4 separate regions of the Sus scrofa genome follow, and regions 1, 2 and 3 are each linked to region 4. Evidence: chromatin contacts called from public Hi-C, HiChIP or PLAC-seq and promoter capture Hi-C data. All regions are on one chromosome and are shown on one strand. Each heading gives the region's core, a stretch centred on a gene start, on an enhancer-like site or on the middle of the called end of the contact. The rest is flanking DNA. Distances are from core to core; before and after follow the strand shown. Region 1 holds the start of MLF2 (myeloid leukemia factor 2). Region 2 holds the start of C1RL (complement C1r subcomponent-like protein). Region 3 holds the start of RBP5 (retinol binding protein 5, cellular). Region 4 holds the start of PHB2 (prohibitin 2).

Region 1 (3,771 bases), core at 413-2,912, 200 kb before region 4:
AGGACAGGAGCCAGTGAGTTGGCATCTTGAACTCACAGGACTCATAGCACACAGCGGGCCCAGGGCTTGTGAACACTATGGGAGGATTCTAGGGTTACTACCCACAAGGCTATTCCAGAGGCACATTTGGAAATAATACCTAAGGGTATAGAGCATGTACGAGAAGGATATTAAGAGAGGAGGAGGACTCACCATTCCCAGCATCCCAAAGGGAGAGACGGCCCCAGGCTACAGGAACACATAAGGAACAAGAATGAGAGACCACTTCCTAGCTCATTACTGTCCCAAACCAAGCCCTCAACAGGGGATCACAAAACCTGTTTTCCAGACCCCTCTGCCCACTTGCTAAGCCGGCCATTGTGCAAGAAAAATCAAGCACTTTGATACAACCACCCTCCAACCTTTCTTCTGGTCTCAGGTCTGTTGCACCACCATTTACCTGCATCCTGCGGCTGGCAGGCCTGGTCCCTGGCATGCTGCCATCTGTGATGCTGAGGAAGGGGCTGTATCCAAAGCCACCCGACAACATCCGGTTCATGTGCTGACGGTGAATGGCAAAGGGGTCCCTGTGCATGGGGTGTATACCGTGTGGGCTTAGAAAGGCCAGCAGTCAACGCCTCCCCGCCCCCGCCAAGAAAACAGCCTTAGGGAACCAGGAGCACAGACTTCCCCTCAAAGTCTGAGCTGGGGCTGAGCAGCAACGGGAGGCCCTGAGTCCATCTGAACTACTCGGAGACCTGATGTGGAGCGGATGCGTGCTCTAGCGCGTGAGGGGGCGGGGATACTCACATCAAGAACATGGGGTCCTCAGGCTCCACGTCCCTCATGAAGCGGAACATCCTGATTTTAGCTCCAGGGGGCTCCACACTGTGAAGATGTGGAGGCTCAGATTTTGGAGGCGGCCAGGCTTTTTTGCACATCCGCTCAGGGCAGGGACTCGCAGAGCACTGTCCCTTCCAAATACTGTAACTGACCTCCCCCCGCCCCCAACTCCACTTGAGACCCTTCTCCAGGTGTTCAACATCACCCTCTAGGGAGAGAAGAGCTTTTCGAACCTCTCTCTGAAAAAGGACCATGGAAAAATTTTCCAAGCCTGTTTTCTGCCTCCCCCACTCATAGTCATCCTCTTCCCAAAGCCCTGGCCAGAAGCATACTCCCCCTCCCCGACGCCACCGTGCCGGAGGCGAATCCCAAGTGCCGGCCCAATAATGACCCCAACCACCCCGCCCCCTCCTCACACCCGGCCGCCGCCAGGCCTCCCCCGGACGGGCCTCACCGTCCTCGCCACGCCTGTCGGCGGCTTCCCCGGCCCCTGCCTCCCCGCCGGGCGAGTAGGAGAGGCGGGCCTGACCCGCTTCCCTCCCCGCATCCCAAGCTCCCGGACCCTCTGCAGCTCAGCGGGCCGTTCCCGCCCCGGACCGGCTGCCCGCTCCGCTCGCGCCTCACCGGTCCCCGATCCGGGCTCAGCGGCCCATCCGGCCGGTCTTGCCTCTCGGGGCGCGGCAGGATCGGGGCTTGCGGCCCGGGACGCGGGATTGGTCCAGGCGTGAGTCCTCGGCCTCCGCGCCGCCTCCTCGCTCAGCTGCCACCTCCTTGCCCCCCCTCGGCCCAAGGATCCCGAACCGCGGCCAGGCCCGGACGGAAGTGACGTCACGATGGGACAGCCCATCCCGGGGCCGAGCCCGCGGAGCTCCGCCCATCAGCGGGCGTGGGCGCCGACGAGGCCGGCTCCCTGGCCGCGGAGTCCTTCTGGGACGAGGGGAGGGGAGACCTCGTTAGTAACCTGGATTTGGGTCCTGTGGACCGGAGGAGGCTCCCTGTTAGTATGTGGAAGAGGAGCAGGGCAGTCCATCCCCCGGGAGGGGAGGAAGAGGACGGGGGCAGATTCCCAGGGGATAGGATGGGCTCCCCGACGAGGTGGGGCGGATCCCCGGGGGAGCATTAAGCAGATTTCTACCGGGGAAGCGATCAACCCGAGAGGGCGGAAGGGCGGCAATTCTGCGGGGGAGGCGCTAGGGCCAGTCGCCCGCAGGAGGAGGTGCGATCCAGGCAGGGGCGGGGTCCCCGGAGTGACGTAGGAGAGGAGGTGACGGTTCCGCCCAGGTTGTCTTCTGGCTTCGAGAACTCAGTTAGGGCAAAGAGATTCCAGTTTGAGGGGCTGGCCGCCAGATGGCGCTCTTCGGCCAGACTGGAACTGCAGCCCATTGGGAACTAGCATTTGAGAGACTCCCGGACCCCACCTCAGTTACCCTGCTGTGAGGGGTCAGACTGGGGAGAGGTCCTAGTTCTGACATCTTTTCGTTTAATGCTACTCTCCCCTTCCTTTTCTCTGACTCCTGTGTCCTCAAGAGCTCCCAGTCCACACTGATCTTTCTTGCCTCTAGTCAGGAAGGTAGGTAGGTCAAGGGTCTAATGTTTTGGAGAGGAGGTGGAGAGCTCCATTAACCCAGATCACCCAGGGGCGGGGTTGGAAAACAGGTCAGGAGACCGACTCTAAGGCCAAAGACTGACACTTTGACACACTAAATGCCTTGCATAAAATCTGGCCCAGCTGGAGAGAAGGGCCCTCCCCCTGGGTGTCAGGATTTGGACTGTCCAGGGTGGACTTTAGACCAGGCTCATCCAAATTCCAGATCTTTTGGTTCTTTACACTGACTGCTGGCTCTGTTCGTGCTTCACAGGGCCTGACAGTGAGAGAGACTTGTTCCCAACCCCAACGCTTCCTTGGGGAAGAGGGGGAAGGTCCCTGGTCACTCAGGAAGAGATAGTGGGAGTGGGGTTTCTCAGGTTTCTTTGGACTTGATCGTTATTAAAGAGGGAAAAAAAGCAGTAACGGAGACATAGGGGGAACGGAGACAGAGAACCTAGAAGCTGGCAAAGCCAAAGAGAAAGACAGAATAAAAGAAAATGTGTTTTCCATTGATATTTCTGGGGAAGAGACTTAGCAGAATCTTTTATCTTCCAGATGCCCTATCTCTGGACATTCTGCCACACGAGTGCCCCTCTTCCTCTTGCCCCCAAACTAGAGCAGTTTGACATGTGATCAAAAGTTGTCCCAGTGACAGTACTGCAGCCCAGACTTAACTAAGTGTGGTCCTCACCTTCCAGCCTCTTCCATTTCATTTCATCATGTCCAGCCTTCAGCGGAATTGGATAAGAGGCAGCTCAGCTTCTAGCCTTCTCCTTTCATCTTTTTCCATTATCCGGTATCCTCTACCTACTGCCTTTGGGTGCCTAGAGCTCTTTCTCTTCTTCTTTCCCAAACTTAAGAATCTGATATCAGTCATTTTTATCTTTTCATGATTTTATTTATTTATTTTTTGGCTGCCCTGGGGCATACGGAGTTCCCAGGCCAGGGATCAGATCCCAGCCACAGATGTGACCTAAGCCGCAGCTGCTTAAACCACTGTGCCGGGCTGGGGATGGAACCTGCATCCCAGAGCTCCCAAGACGCCCTGGTTCCCATTGCACCACAGCAGGAACTCCACCTTTGCATGATTTTAAAGCAAGGACCTCTCTTAGGAGTATTTCCAAATTACAATTTATCTTCTAATGATGAGACAAAGCTCCAAACCTGGGCTCTGTCTCGAGTTAAAGAGAAATCCTTGGACAGGTGGAGATGGAGGACACACAAAAGCTCATTTTCAGAGTCTCCAGCAACATACTATGTCGGCAGCCACCCACTCCAGGAACTGAAGGAATGAAATTTTACAAGTAAACTTTCTGCCCCTCAGAGTTTGTATCTGTCTTCCTTTTCCTCCTCGCCTGCCT
Region 2 (3,937 bases), core at 650-3,149, 130 kb after region 4:
GTCTCCCAAGTACCTATGCTTTTTGGAAATTGAAGAAGTTAATTTAAATATTGTTTTTAGGAGTTCCTGTCGTGGCTCAGTGGCTAATGAATCCGACTAGGAACCATGAGGTTGTGGGTTCGATCCCTGGCCTTGCTTAGTGGGTTAAGGATCCGGTGTTGCCGTGAGCTGTGGTGTAGGTCGCAGACATGGCTCGGATCTGGCGTTGCTGTGGCTGTGGTGTAGGCCAGCGGCCACAGCTCCGATTGGACCCCTAGCCTGGAAACCTCCATATGCCAAGAAAATGGCAAAAAGGTAATATATATATATATATATATATATATATATACACATATATAGTTTTCAAAGTAATAAATTTATCAATGGCCAACCAGAGTTGCAGCCTTTTACGGTTGATGGATGACATTGCGCTGATCAAATAGCAATCATCTCTGAGGTCTGACGGTCTTAAGATTCCTTTGTGCAAGTTACACTTCCAAAGATGATAGAAGTATAACATAGAACAGGATTATCTATTTTCACACCCATGAGATTGAATGTTCTTGAGTCACCCCTTTATCAGAATTGACTCTGTGAAGCAGAATCATGGCTGATTTTCTGCAGCTCCAGGATAAGAAGGATTACCCTGTCATCTTCTGGAGATTTATTTCAAGAGCATTTGTGGGGCTTGCTTTTTCAAACCAAGCACCGGCCTTTTATTACCGAGTATTTAGAGGGGGAAGAAAAAGGCTGGTCTAAGAAGCTTAACATGTACAAAAGAAATGAGACAGTTAAATGGATACAAAACATATTATGTTTTTCATCTTCAGTCGGGAGACACTTTCCTTCACTGCAGGGCGAGTGCACAGGCTTGGCCCCAGCAAGGCAACGGGACTGTGGCTGGGGAAGTCTCCTCAAGCAGGAGGAACAGAAAGTTCCTGGAAGTATAGTGGTTGTCAGCATGGATTTAAAAAGCAAATCTCCATTTGCTGTCTGGCTCAGGGGTAGCTGAAATACTGGAGATAGGTTTTACCCCAACTGAGGCTTGGTACATCTGAGACCTGGAAGCCCTCTCACCCACAGACACCCAGACTTAACTTGAAGGATGAGCTGTGGGGGTCATGCCAGCTGCCAATTTTTTTTTTTTTTTTTTTTTTTTAGCTTTTCTGTTTCAAAGACTCGATTTCCATTTCTTTCTCTTTTCTTTCTTTTTGGCTGCACCTGTTCCCAGGTCAGGGATTGAACCCACGCCATGGCGGCAATCCGAGCCACTGCAGCAACAATGCTGGATCCTTACCCCGCAGCCCCACTAGGAAACCCCTCTGTTTCCATTTCCTTATGGTCCCCGTCTTCCCCCAGCCTGTGGTTGTCTCTGTCACGGCCCTTCCTTTCCAGGCCTGGTGTTCTGGGGACAAGAGCGATGGCCATGACCAAGCGACAGGACCCGAACTCATGGAAATGAGGTGGTGGAGAAAGACTCTGTGAAGGAGAGTGGAATTCACCTACGTGGACCCCTCCGCAATTCCTGGTCCGGGCGGCTCCACCTTGCCTAGAGTTGGAAATCTGGAGATGCAGGGTCCGGGGTCCTGTCTTCTCCCTGGGTGTCAGAGCAGGTAAGCTGACTGTGGGCGGCTTGGCCCCCGGGAGGGAAGTCTGATGGCCCTTCCAAGGCCGGGTTGGGCCACTGGGTGCAAATTGCAGCAGCAGGAGGCGGCAGATGGAGCCCCAGAGGCAGAAGTGTTCTACTGCCACCTGCTGGTAAAAGTCAGGAACTGCCAGTGAACCAAAGGAGCTATGGCACGGCTTGGGGGATCAGCCCCTGGAGGAGGCGTGATGAACCAGCCACTGGATCATAATAAGGCTCAGGGGTCCTGTGTTGTGTTCTTTGCCTCTGTGACTATAGCCTCTCCATCATACACCCATCCAACCACTATCAGCCCTAACAGTACTGGTGACTAATTAATTTATTTTTACCCACCCTAATTTACTTTATTTGAAGAAATTGCTAGAGGCAATCACTGTGCCATCACTGTGCCATCTCCATGGGTGTCTAATGAGATTGTTAGGGACTCCCCCACCAGGGCGTACCTTCTCCCTGTCTTGCTAGCTTTGGTGAACTAATTTACCCAGTCTTCCAGAATACTTTTTTTTTTTTTTTTTTTTTTTTTTTTTTTTTTTTTTGTCTTTTTAGCTATTTCTTGGGCCGCTCCCGTGGCATATGGATGTTCCCAGGCTAGGGGGTCGAATCTGAGCTGTAGCCACCGGCCTACGCCAGAGCCACAGCAACGCGGGATCCGAGCCGCATCTGCAACCTACACCACAGCTCACGGCAACGCCGGATCCTTAACCCACTGAGCAAGGGCAGGGACCGAACCCGCAGCCTCATGGTTCCTAGTCGGATTCGTTAACCACTGCGCCACGACGGGAACTCCCCAGAATACTCTTTATCTTTTTTTTTTTTTTTGTCTTTTTAGGGCCAAACCCTTGGCATATGGAAGTTCCCAGTCTAGGGGTCCAATTGGAGCTGGCGCCACCGGCCTACGCTAGAGCCACAGCGACGCCAGATCTGAGCCACCTCTGTGACCTACACCACTCTCATGGCAATGCCGGATCCTTAACACACTGAGCAAGGCCAGGGATTGAACCTGAGTCCTCGTGGATGCTAGTCAGATTCGTTTCCACTGAGCCATGATGGGAACTCTGGGCTTTCAGTTTTAAAACTGGGAAAGTTTGGGTGAACCAGGACAGTTGGTCACTCTAAATGAACAGGGGTTGGTTACAGGGCTGAGTGGAGGCTGGGTAGGAGAGAGGGCAGGGAGCCAAGAGGGTGAAGAGGCAGTGACCACACCTGTAGCTGCAATCTGGAGCAGTCCAGGGCCAGGATGGGGTCCCCAAGGTGAATCTAACACCTTGACTGGAAGGGCCTGTCATGGTCCCACCGGGATAGTGCACCTGCCGTGAGTGTTGGGGTCGGGGCAGAGAGACTGCACGACTCGCAGGCCCTGTATGAAGCTGGTCATTGCAACCCCACTCGGGGCTGGGACAGCCATGCTCCCTCTCCCAGTTTCAGCACCACCTCCCTGTACTGGGGCCTCGTCTCCCACTGGCAGGGCGTAGGTAGCCTGGGCAGGAGAAGCAGAAGAGTTTCCCCAGAGGATTACAGATGGCACAGGGGCTCCTGGGCTGGGAGTGGGGAGTAGGGAGAATGAGGGGTTGAGGAACTGGGCTCTGGAGCCTTGGGGAGGGGGCAAGTTTGAGGGGCAGCTAACACACTTTTCATTCTTACTTCTTATCTTTTTATAGCCACACCTACGACATATGGAAGTTCCCAGGCAAGGGGGTGAATCAGAGCTGTCACTGCCCGGCTACACCACAGCCACAGCAACACCAGGTCCAAGCTGCCATCTATGACATGTGTTGAAGCTTGTGGCAATGCTGGATCCTTACCCGCCAAGCGAGGCTGGGGATCGTACTGGCATCCTCAGGACATTATGTTGGGTTCTTAACCCTCTAGCACACTTTTCTTTTCTTCTTTCTTTTACTGATTTATTTCTTGAAAAAATTTTTTTTGTTGGCATATAGTTGGCTTACAGTGTTTAATTGGTTTCAGGTATACAGCAAAGTGAATCAGTCATACATATAAATTTATCCATTCTTTTTCCATATAGGTTATTATAAACTATTGAGTAGATTTTCCTGTGCTATCCAGTAGATTCTCGTTAATCATTTATTTTATATGGAGTATGTATATATTATTCTCACCTCCCAATTCCTCACTCCCACAATGGTTTGACCTGTGGTAAACATTACATTGGTTTTGAAATCTGTGAGTTTGTTTCTGCTTTATAAATAAGTCTTTTGTATCATTTTTATTAGATTCCACCTGTAAGTGATATCACATGATATTTGTCTTTCTCTGTCTGACTTACTTCACTGAGTATGATCATCTCTAGGTCCA
Region 3 (4,219 bases), core at 47-2,546, 150 kb after region 4:
TCATTGTGATTGACGGAAACAGTAACTATAAAAGCAGGAATAGATTCATGTAGGAAGATAACCCCTTTGGGTTTGACCTTGGGACATGCAGATGGAAACATTTTGCAGGCAGTTGAAACTTGACCCTGGGGCACAGGTGGTACCTCTGGCTGGAGAATCCATGCCCGGGGGAGATTATAGATGGTAACCGAACACATCTACATGGGTGTAGATGATTTAGCCCATGGATGCTACACAGGCAAGAGAAAGTCAAGAACAAAATACTGGGGGAAACTCCAGTTTACAGCATGAAGAGGGGAATTAGGGTCTGCGAAGGAACATGTAAGAAGCAGAAAGAGCTGCATGGGAGTGGAGGGATAGAAGCTGGGGGCAAAGATGCTGTGGGTCCACAGGGTCACAGGTGAGAGGGTGAGCACATGTTTGCTCTTGGCCTGAGGGTGGCCTGCCCTTTTTGTCCTTTTGGCTGGTGCTAAGAGGGGGCAGGAGAGAGGAGGAGGGAGGGAGTGGGCCTGGGTGAGTAACAGCAGGAGCCTGTTAGCCTAGGGATCCCACAGCCTGCTGTGTCATCACCCACTCACCCCCCCACCCCCCGCTGCTGGGAGAGGCTACTTTGTTCAGCCCCAGACGGTTAAGAGACCCCCCTGCTCCTCCCCACAAGCCTGAGCAAGTTACCTGGCACTTTCGTCCATCCACGATGCCTAGGTCCTCCTCAAACTCCACCCCCACCTCGAATTCCAGCACGTAGTTTCGGAAGGTGCTCAGGGTCTTCACGGTCATGTGGTTGCCCCGATGGTCGATCTCCTTGTCCGGCTTGAGCAGCAGCGCGATCTTGCGCAGAGCCAAGTTGATGTCTGTGGGGGCTGTCTCTTAGCAAGGGTCCTCTTGGCCAGCCGGCCAGGGGTGCCCCCCAACCCACGGCAGCAGCCTGGGGCTGGGAGCGGCCCCTCAGCTGGGTCTGGGGCTGTGCATTTACTCCCTCCAAGCAACGCCCCTGTCTAGAAAAGGGCCCCAAGTTCAGCTCCAGCACCTGAGCCTTTCCACGCTGTCCAACCTGCCTCCCCTGCACCTCAGTGGGACGGGAGGCTGGAGGGGAGAGGAGAGAAGGGGAGAGAAAGGGTTTGGGGAAGGGTGAGGCCATTACTCAGGGCTTGCAGGTAGTCCTCCAGGTTCTTCTGTGAGACAAAGCGGTAGTAGCCGGTGAGGTTGGGAGGCATCGTCCAGGCTGGCCAAGGTCAAGGCTTCAGGAGGGTGTAGGAGCCAGAGTGAGGAGGGAGGGAGTGTTGTCTGACAGGGGAGGCTGGGGGACGCCAGGCCAGCCTCCCAGCACACACAGAGGCAGCCCATGTAAAGGTCTGTGCTCCCGGGGTTTTTATAGACCTGGGGCCCTGTTGCAATAAGAGCTCCACCAGCTCCCCCTCCTCCACCAGCTCCCCCTCCTCCACCCCCGACGATGAGTGAGTGAGGCTCACGTCTGCAGCCCCGAGGGAGGGGCAGGGACTTGGCAAGGCTGTGCCTGACCTCGGCTTTTCCGGAGGAAGGAACCTGGACGAGGGTCTGAGGCTATGCGGCAGGCAGGACAGGAGCCTTTCTGAAGCTCCGTGTTGGCTTCCAGCCCATTTCTGGCAGGCTTGGGAACCTTCTCGAACCCCGAGGGGCAGCCTCATCTGGGAGGAAGCTGGTCTGGTTGTGTGGAGTAGGGACTCTTCCAGACTCACTCAGGGTTGAGTCCTAACAACGTCTTGAGATCCTGGGGCTGAGTCAGGGATCCTGAAAGGTGTGAGGGGGAGGAGGGGAGGGGAAGGAGAGAGGCAAGCCAGCTGGCCGGGAGCCCCAGTGGAGAAAATTCTAGAGTGCTGGCCCCCACAGCACCTTCTGCCGGCTTCGCTGAGCTGGGGCCCCAGTGCTGGCATTCCAGACTCTGTCCTGTAGAGAGAATGTCCTACATACTTCATTGGGAGGGAAGCAGAGAAACTGCAGAGGGAGCTGACCGCAGCCTGATGAGCTGCTGAGTTCAAAGTCTGGAGCAGAGGTGAGGGAGGAGTTGGTTTGGCTGTTCTGGAGAATTTTACAAACCCAGGGGTTTCCCTCCCCCTCTGGAGTCACTGCTGATGCCATGACCTGCCCCTGTCTGGGGCTCCTGGACCGCCCATGTACCAGAGGTAATTGCCATGGAGGGTGTGTGCCCCACCACCAACTCCCTTCCCCGCCACGCACACCTCTTCTCTGCCTCTCAAACCTACCGACGTCCTCAGCTTCAGAACCCACAGGGCTGGTTCTTCATGGTTTAAGGTGGGAAATTCAGGGAGAGGGAGGCAGAGAGTAGGCCATGGGAAAAATTCCACCTAGAGGTGAACTGCCCTGACAGGTGTGTGTGTTTGTGTGTGTGTGTGTGTGTGTTGGGGGTGGGTGGGGGATGAGCACAAACATCTCACATCTCCTCAAGTCCCAGACCTCTGTCCCCCTGTCTCTGACCTTGCTGACCACCCGGTGGCTTCCCCAGAGACCTGGGGTTGGCAGCTGAAATGCTAGCATCTCTGGGGGCTCAAGGCTGTGGGGTTTACTTCACTGTTCCCAGGAGGCACACATAGCAGGGATGGAATGGGCTGTGAAAAGAGGTTAGTGCAGAGTTGGGGGTGGTGGCTGTGGGGTGACGTGGATACTGTCCCTCCTCGCCTCCCTCGGGTCCCCGTTGACGTCTCCTCTCCCCACCCCCGGGGCTTCTGGCTTCTCGAGGCTCCCCATGTCCCTCTTTTTTTCCCCACCCCCTCTTCCTCCCCAGCCCCCGCAGTTCCCTGGCTCCCCCAAAATGCAGTCAGGGGAAAAAGCCCTAACACATCCTCCCGCCCCTGCTCCCCAGTCCCATTGGTTCCCTCCCCCCCTGCAGCACCTGGCCCCCCCAGTCGCCCCATTGGTCGGCGGCTCCATCAGTCCCGGCCCGGCGGTGCTGACGTCATCCTGCAGTAGCGGGGATGGGGTGGGAATGAGAGAGAGAGTGAGGACGCGGGGCTCCAGAGCGAAGGAGAAGCCACTGCAAGTCCCCCACCTCAGCCACCAAGGTTGGGGTCTGCCCGGGTCTGCTCTATGGACTAGAGCGGGCGTCAGGCTCCTCTCGATCTCGGCCCCACTGCTGGCGCTCTTGCCTTCCCTCCTCGGGCAGTCCCTGCAACCCTCCCCCAAGGTGGATAAGCGGGCTTGAGGCTCCCAGGGGAGAGCGATCGCGGGGGGGGCCCTGCCCTGCCCGCCCCGCACCATGACCCTCCTCCTGTTGTCCCTCGTGCTGGCCTCCCTGCTCCCCTCCAGCTCCTGTAACAAAGGTGAGTGAGGTGGGGTGGGGGCCCTGAAAGAGGGGGTATCCAAGAGGCCCATGTGAGGGTCAGGGTGGGCAGGAGCCAGGAAGGCTCCTCTGGCACCTGACAGGTGGTTCTTCAGACCATCCCCCTTCCCACCCATTTTTTCAGACCTGCCCTCTTCTCTTCTCCCTGGAACCCCCCTGCCACCTTCTCCTCTCTGGTCCATCTCTACCCATGTGCTTCTCTTGCTCCCATTTGGTCCCCTTTCCCATCTTGGGGTCTCTATCTCCCCTCCTCCCATGCCTCCCTGCTGGAACTAGCTCAGATCTCGGTGGGACTTGCCCCTGAGGGGCGATGAACATCTCTGGGCGGTTCTTGGTTTGAGGCGGGGTGTGCCAGCACTAAGGGTGTGCGGAGAAACCGTGCCTTGCAGCTCAGCCATTCGGAGCACGTATGTTTCGGCGTGTGCCTCTGCGTCCATACCCGCTGCCCGCCTACAGCTGGGCTGTGGGTTACCAGAGCTGCCCTCTCTGGCAGACAGCAGACACATTCAGCTGGGTGAGGCTGGCAGAGGGACCAAGAGGGAGGGAGAGGTTGGAGGCAGAGGGGTCTCAGGTAGGTGGCTATGGGCAAGAAAGGGCAGAAGTGAGCGCGTGGGGTGCAAAGCAGAGGTGGGAGGGAAAGGGGGATGGAGAAGGGGGATGAGGCGTGGGAGGGGGATGAGAAGGGATGGACGAGGGTCAGGTGGGGGCGGGGAGAGAGAAGAGGGAAAGGGAAATCGGGAAGAACAGGTGGGGAGAGGGGGAGGGGCAGAGTCCAGGAAGGAAGAGACAGGGAGCCCAGGAGTCAGGGAGAGGAGAGGAGGTGGATACATGAAGGGTTGTGGCCCAGAGGAAGGGAGCACGGAGACTCAGGGAGAGGGGCAGGGC
Region 4 (3,659 bases), core at 1,152-3,651:
TAACACCCAGGGTGCTGGGCCTAGGAGAGAAATGCTGACCCCATGCAGATGCTGATGGGAGCTGCAGTCAGACCTGGGCCCGCTGGGTGATCAGCTGGGAGGCGTTGAACTTGGCCACCACACTCTTGAGCACCTCGTTGACAATGGAGGGCAGCACTCGCTCCTCATAGTCCAGCCCCAGGCGCTGGTACATGCTGGGCAGCTCCATGGCGTTGGGTCGGGACAGCACCCGCAGGGAGATGTTCACCATCTGCAGGTCTGAGAGCGAGGTCAGCAGTGGCTGGTCAAGGCCATGGGGGCCTCACATGGCCTCTTACAAAGCCCTCCTCCCCGAGCAATGCCTCCTCCACTTGCTTCCCCCTCTGCCTACAGCAATGACGTGTGGTCTGGAACTGCCCCCCACCCCCACCCGGGGAGGGGGGCAGGGTCATCAGGTTGACCGGATGTGACTCAGCAAAGACAAATGCAGCCTGGTCCACTGTCGAGGCTTCTCTACCCACAACCCCTCCACCAGGAAAAATGACCTTTCTTTTGGCCTTCTACTGTGCAGTCTCTACTGTAGGTCCTGTTACTATGCATCCCAATCACCTGACTCCTGTATGAGGCTGGGAGGACTTGAGGACAAGACTTGAGAACAAAACCTGTGTTCTCTGAATCATACTCTTAAGGCTTAGAGTTTTGGGAATGTTAAACAACCTGCACTAAAAATAGTACAAAAGGAGTGGAGTTCCCCTCAGGGCCCAGTGGTTAACAAACCCAACTAGCATCCATGAGGACGCAGGTTTGATCCCTGGCCTCGCTCAGTGGGTTAAGGATCTGGCGTTGCCGTGAGCTGTGGTGTAGGCTGCAGATGCGGCTCAGATCCTGCATTGCTGTGGCTCTGGCGTAGGCTGGTACCTACAGCTCTGACTGGACTGCTAGCCTGGGAACCTCCATATGCCACCGGTGCAGCCCTAAAAAGACAATAAATAAATAAATAAATAAATAAATAAAAATAGTACAAAAAAAGTACAGTACAGGTGAGCTACTTGCTTCACTGTGTACATGCCTCTGGGAGTGTGTGTGACAAAGGGTCTGGGGGAAACAGGTGCACCAGCGAAGAGTAAGGTCAGGACAGGCTGTACCAGCAGATATAGAGAATAAATGAAGCAGTTAAAAGAAAAAGGGATTTAAAACAAGACCTCCATCTAGGCAGTGAATAAGACCAAGAACAAACAACACTCTCACTGAGTTTGCATTGGGGGAGGGACAGTTAAAAATGTGCAAACACACAGTGTGTCCAGAATGTACTGCTTTAAGCCAAGCAGCAGATGCTTTTATTATAGTCTGTTTGCAGAAGGGGAAACTAAGAGATCTGACACTACCCTTTTCCCTACTCTCTGGCCAGGCTCCTTTGTTTACTGCCCGAAACGCCCCAGTGCCCAGACCTACCTTTGGAGCCTGTGGGGGAGGAAATTTTTCGGGGTCTGGCTCGAATATCATAGATGATAGGGTACTGGAACCAGGGGATCCTGGAGGAGAGGGAACAAGGATAGGGATTAGGAGACAGCAGTTTCCCTCGTTTTGCTCTGTTCTCCACCACCACCTGTTTCTTGGTCTGCTTCTCTTAAATGACCACGGTCACGGAGACATTCTCTTCTCCCTTTGGAGAACAACAGTATGTGCTGCTGGAGTTTTGGGCAGCACCCACTGTTCCGGGAGATGGGCGTGAGGAGGAGAAAGGGTGGCTGTTGAATGCTTTTGAAAATCTTACTATAGCTACTGGTGAGTCGGGATTCAAGGGTGAAGGGTCAGGGGCAGTCCGCTTTGCCCGCCATTACCTGAAGTGAAGGCCCTCGGCCAGAATGGTGTCCTGCTGCACGCCTCCGATCCGATTAAAGAAAATGGCTCTGTGCCCGCCTTCCACTGCGGGGAGAGGGGTGGGGGGGTCAGACCAGGCAGGGCTCAGAGTACGTGCGAGCTTCTGGCAGGGGCGGGGTGAGGGGCTGGGTGAGCGCGTGGACCCGGCGGGGCTGGGCAGGGGCCTAGGGAGGGTCGGCCGGTGTCCGGAAAGCGGGCGGAGGTTGCTCACCGGTGAACACCGACTCGCGGATGCCGTAGGCCACGGCGCCGGCCCCCAGCAGCAGCTTCAGCGCCGTGCCCATGCCCCGGGGCCCGGAGGGCAGCCGTCCCGCTAAGTCCTTCAAGTTCTGGGCCATGTCCGATCTTGAGGCCGGCGGCACCAGAGGTCAGAAGCGGGTGCCGGCCTGCCTTTACCGCGCTCCAGTTTACGGATCGCACCCTTCACACGAAGGTCCGAGCCCCAGGTGCTTGCTGGAGAAAGGGCACCGGAAGTGCGCTCCCTTCTAAACCCTACCCCCCCGCCCACCCACGGCAGACCCGAGCTTGGCGCACAGGAATTACGCATACGGAAGTTCCTGCCCCTTTCTGGAACCCTGCCCTCCCAGAGAGGCTTCGGGAGCGCCAGACAGAGAGCCGTCGCCATTTCCCAGCGCCCACTTTCAAAATGGCCGACGGAAGGAAGCATGCGATTGGGTGGAGCACGAGGTCCTAATTTGAGAAAATCAGCGCAATTTCCGATTTGGTTGCAAGATGGCTGCGCCCAGTGGTGGATTCCAACCTCGTGAGCGGCGCGCCGGGGAGCAGGAAGAAGACTGGGATGCTGTGGCGCCCAAGCGGCCCCGACTCGGGGCGGGAAGCAAGACCGGAGGCCGCAGACTCATTGTGGTGCTGGAAGGGGCCAGCCTGGAGACAGTCAAGGTAACTTGGGACAAGGAGGTGGAGAGCCAGTAGATCGATAGGCTGGGACCCGGTGGGATGAGGGTGATGGTTTCAAAGTGGATGTAGAAAGCAGAGGTGAAACACTTTTGGAGAAAGTGGTCTAGTTTTCTGTCTCTCGGTTTAATATCCTGAGTTGGCAGTAGTCGTTTTGTCTTTGAATCCTTTTGTAGCCATAACATCCTTGTTTCCAATTGATTAACCAGGATTCTGTGAAAGAAAGTCATCTAGGGTGGATGGGTGCGTTTCGTCCGTCACGTTGTCCCTTTTCATCACATGACAAGTTTATTGGGCACAGGAGAAAAGTAGTTACTGTGGATCATTCAGCCCACTTCTTTACTTAGTGTTTTAATTCATCTCTCTCCCTTCTCTGTATTACTGTACATTTCGAAACAGTGCCTGGATCAGATCATCATAATACTTTTACATCTTTTTATTTTTTTATTAAAAAAATTTTTTAATGGCTGCACCCATGGCATATGGAAGTTTCCTGGGCCAGGACTGAACCAGCGCTGCAGCCACTGGTAGTGGGATTCTTAACCCATTTAGCCACAGCGGCAACTCCAATATTTTTACATCTTTATTTTTAATTATTATGATTGCTTTTTACCAAATAAATCCTGCAATTCCCTTCTTAAAGTTTTGTGCAGTGTTCTCATCCCTTCTGACATTGTTTCTCCTACGTTTTAGAGCTAAGCTTGTTCAATGAGTAGGGCCAGAATGGATAGTACTAGTTTAGAAGTTAGACCTGGATTTTAACCTTGGTTTTTATACTTATGTTAAGGCTGTAGTCTTGAGAAAAAAATGTCTTCACTTTCTAAAGCAGGGGTTATTAATACTTTGAGCGGGAGTGCAGAGAAAATGCTTTTTTTTTTTTTGGT

Evidence for each region. Promoter capture Hi-C pulls out the DNA fragments that hold promoters and counts their contacts. Hi-C and Micro-C count contacts between places; a contact is called where the count stands out from the background. HiChIP or PLAC-seq counts read pairs in DNA pulled down with a chosen protein or histone mark.
Region 1: a contact with region 4 is called in a Hi-C map of liver, with 2.3 times the contacts expected there. The contact joins the promoter of MLF2 here to the promoter of PHB2 in region 4. A contact is called at or near these places in 1 of 47 Hi-C or Micro-C datasets (liver) and 1 of 2 datasets of contacts at active chromatin or transcription factors (alveolar macrophages).
Region 2: an H3K27ac HiChIP or PLAC-seq map of alveolar macrophages shows a contact between it and region 4. The contact joins the promoter of C1RL here to the promoter of PHB2 in region 4. A contact is called at or near these places in 8 of 47 Hi-C or Micro-C datasets (alveolar macrophages, blood, embryonic fibroblasts and 4 more) and 2 of 2 datasets of contacts at active chromatin or transcription factors (alveolar macrophages and skeletal muscle).
Region 3: a contact with region 4 is called in a promoter capture Hi-C map of fetal skeletal muscle, with 5 times the contacts expected there. The contact joins the promoter of RBP5 here to the promoter of PHB2 in region 4. A contact is called at or near these places in 1 of 5 promoter capture datasets (fetal skeletal muscle) and 1 of 2 datasets of contacts at active chromatin or transcription factors (alveolar macrophages).

What each region holds. Positions count from the first base shown.
Region 1 is chr5:63,949,551-63,953,321 of Sscrofa11.1, reverse strand. MLF2 (myeloid leukemia factor 2) reads right to left here and starts at 1,662. Exons shown (of 9, transcript XM_003481695.4): 1 at 1,447-1,662; 2 at 790-867; 3 at 440-566; 4 at 193-228. The coding sequence starts at 839.
Region 2 is chr5:63,621,360-63,625,296 of Sscrofa11.1, reverse strand. C1RL (complement C1r subcomponent-like protein) reads right to left here and starts at 1,899. Exons shown (of 7, transcript XM_021092409.1): 1 at 1,486-1,899.
Region 3 is chr5:63,598,259-63,602,477 of Sscrofa11.1, reverse strand. RBP5 (retinol binding protein 5, cellular) reads right to left here and starts at 1,296. Exons shown (of 4, transcript NM_001145223.1): 1 at 1,142-1,296; 2 at 673-851. The coding sequence starts at 1,214. All of the region lies in intron 1 of CLSTN3 (calsyntenin-3), which reads left to right.
Region 4 is chr5:63,750,308-63,753,966 of Sscrofa11.1, reverse strand. It overlaps PHB2 (prohibitin 2), which reads right to left and starts at 2,401. Exons shown (of 10, transcript NM_001243556.1): 1 at 2,072-2,401; 2 at 1,821-1,905; 3 at 1,432-1,511; 4 at 74-258. The coding sequence starts at 2,198. It overlaps EMG1 (EMG1, N1-specific pseudouridine methyltransferase), which reads left to right and starts at 2,498. Exons shown (of 6, transcript NM_001243478.1): 1 at 2,498-2,760. The coding sequence starts at 2,593.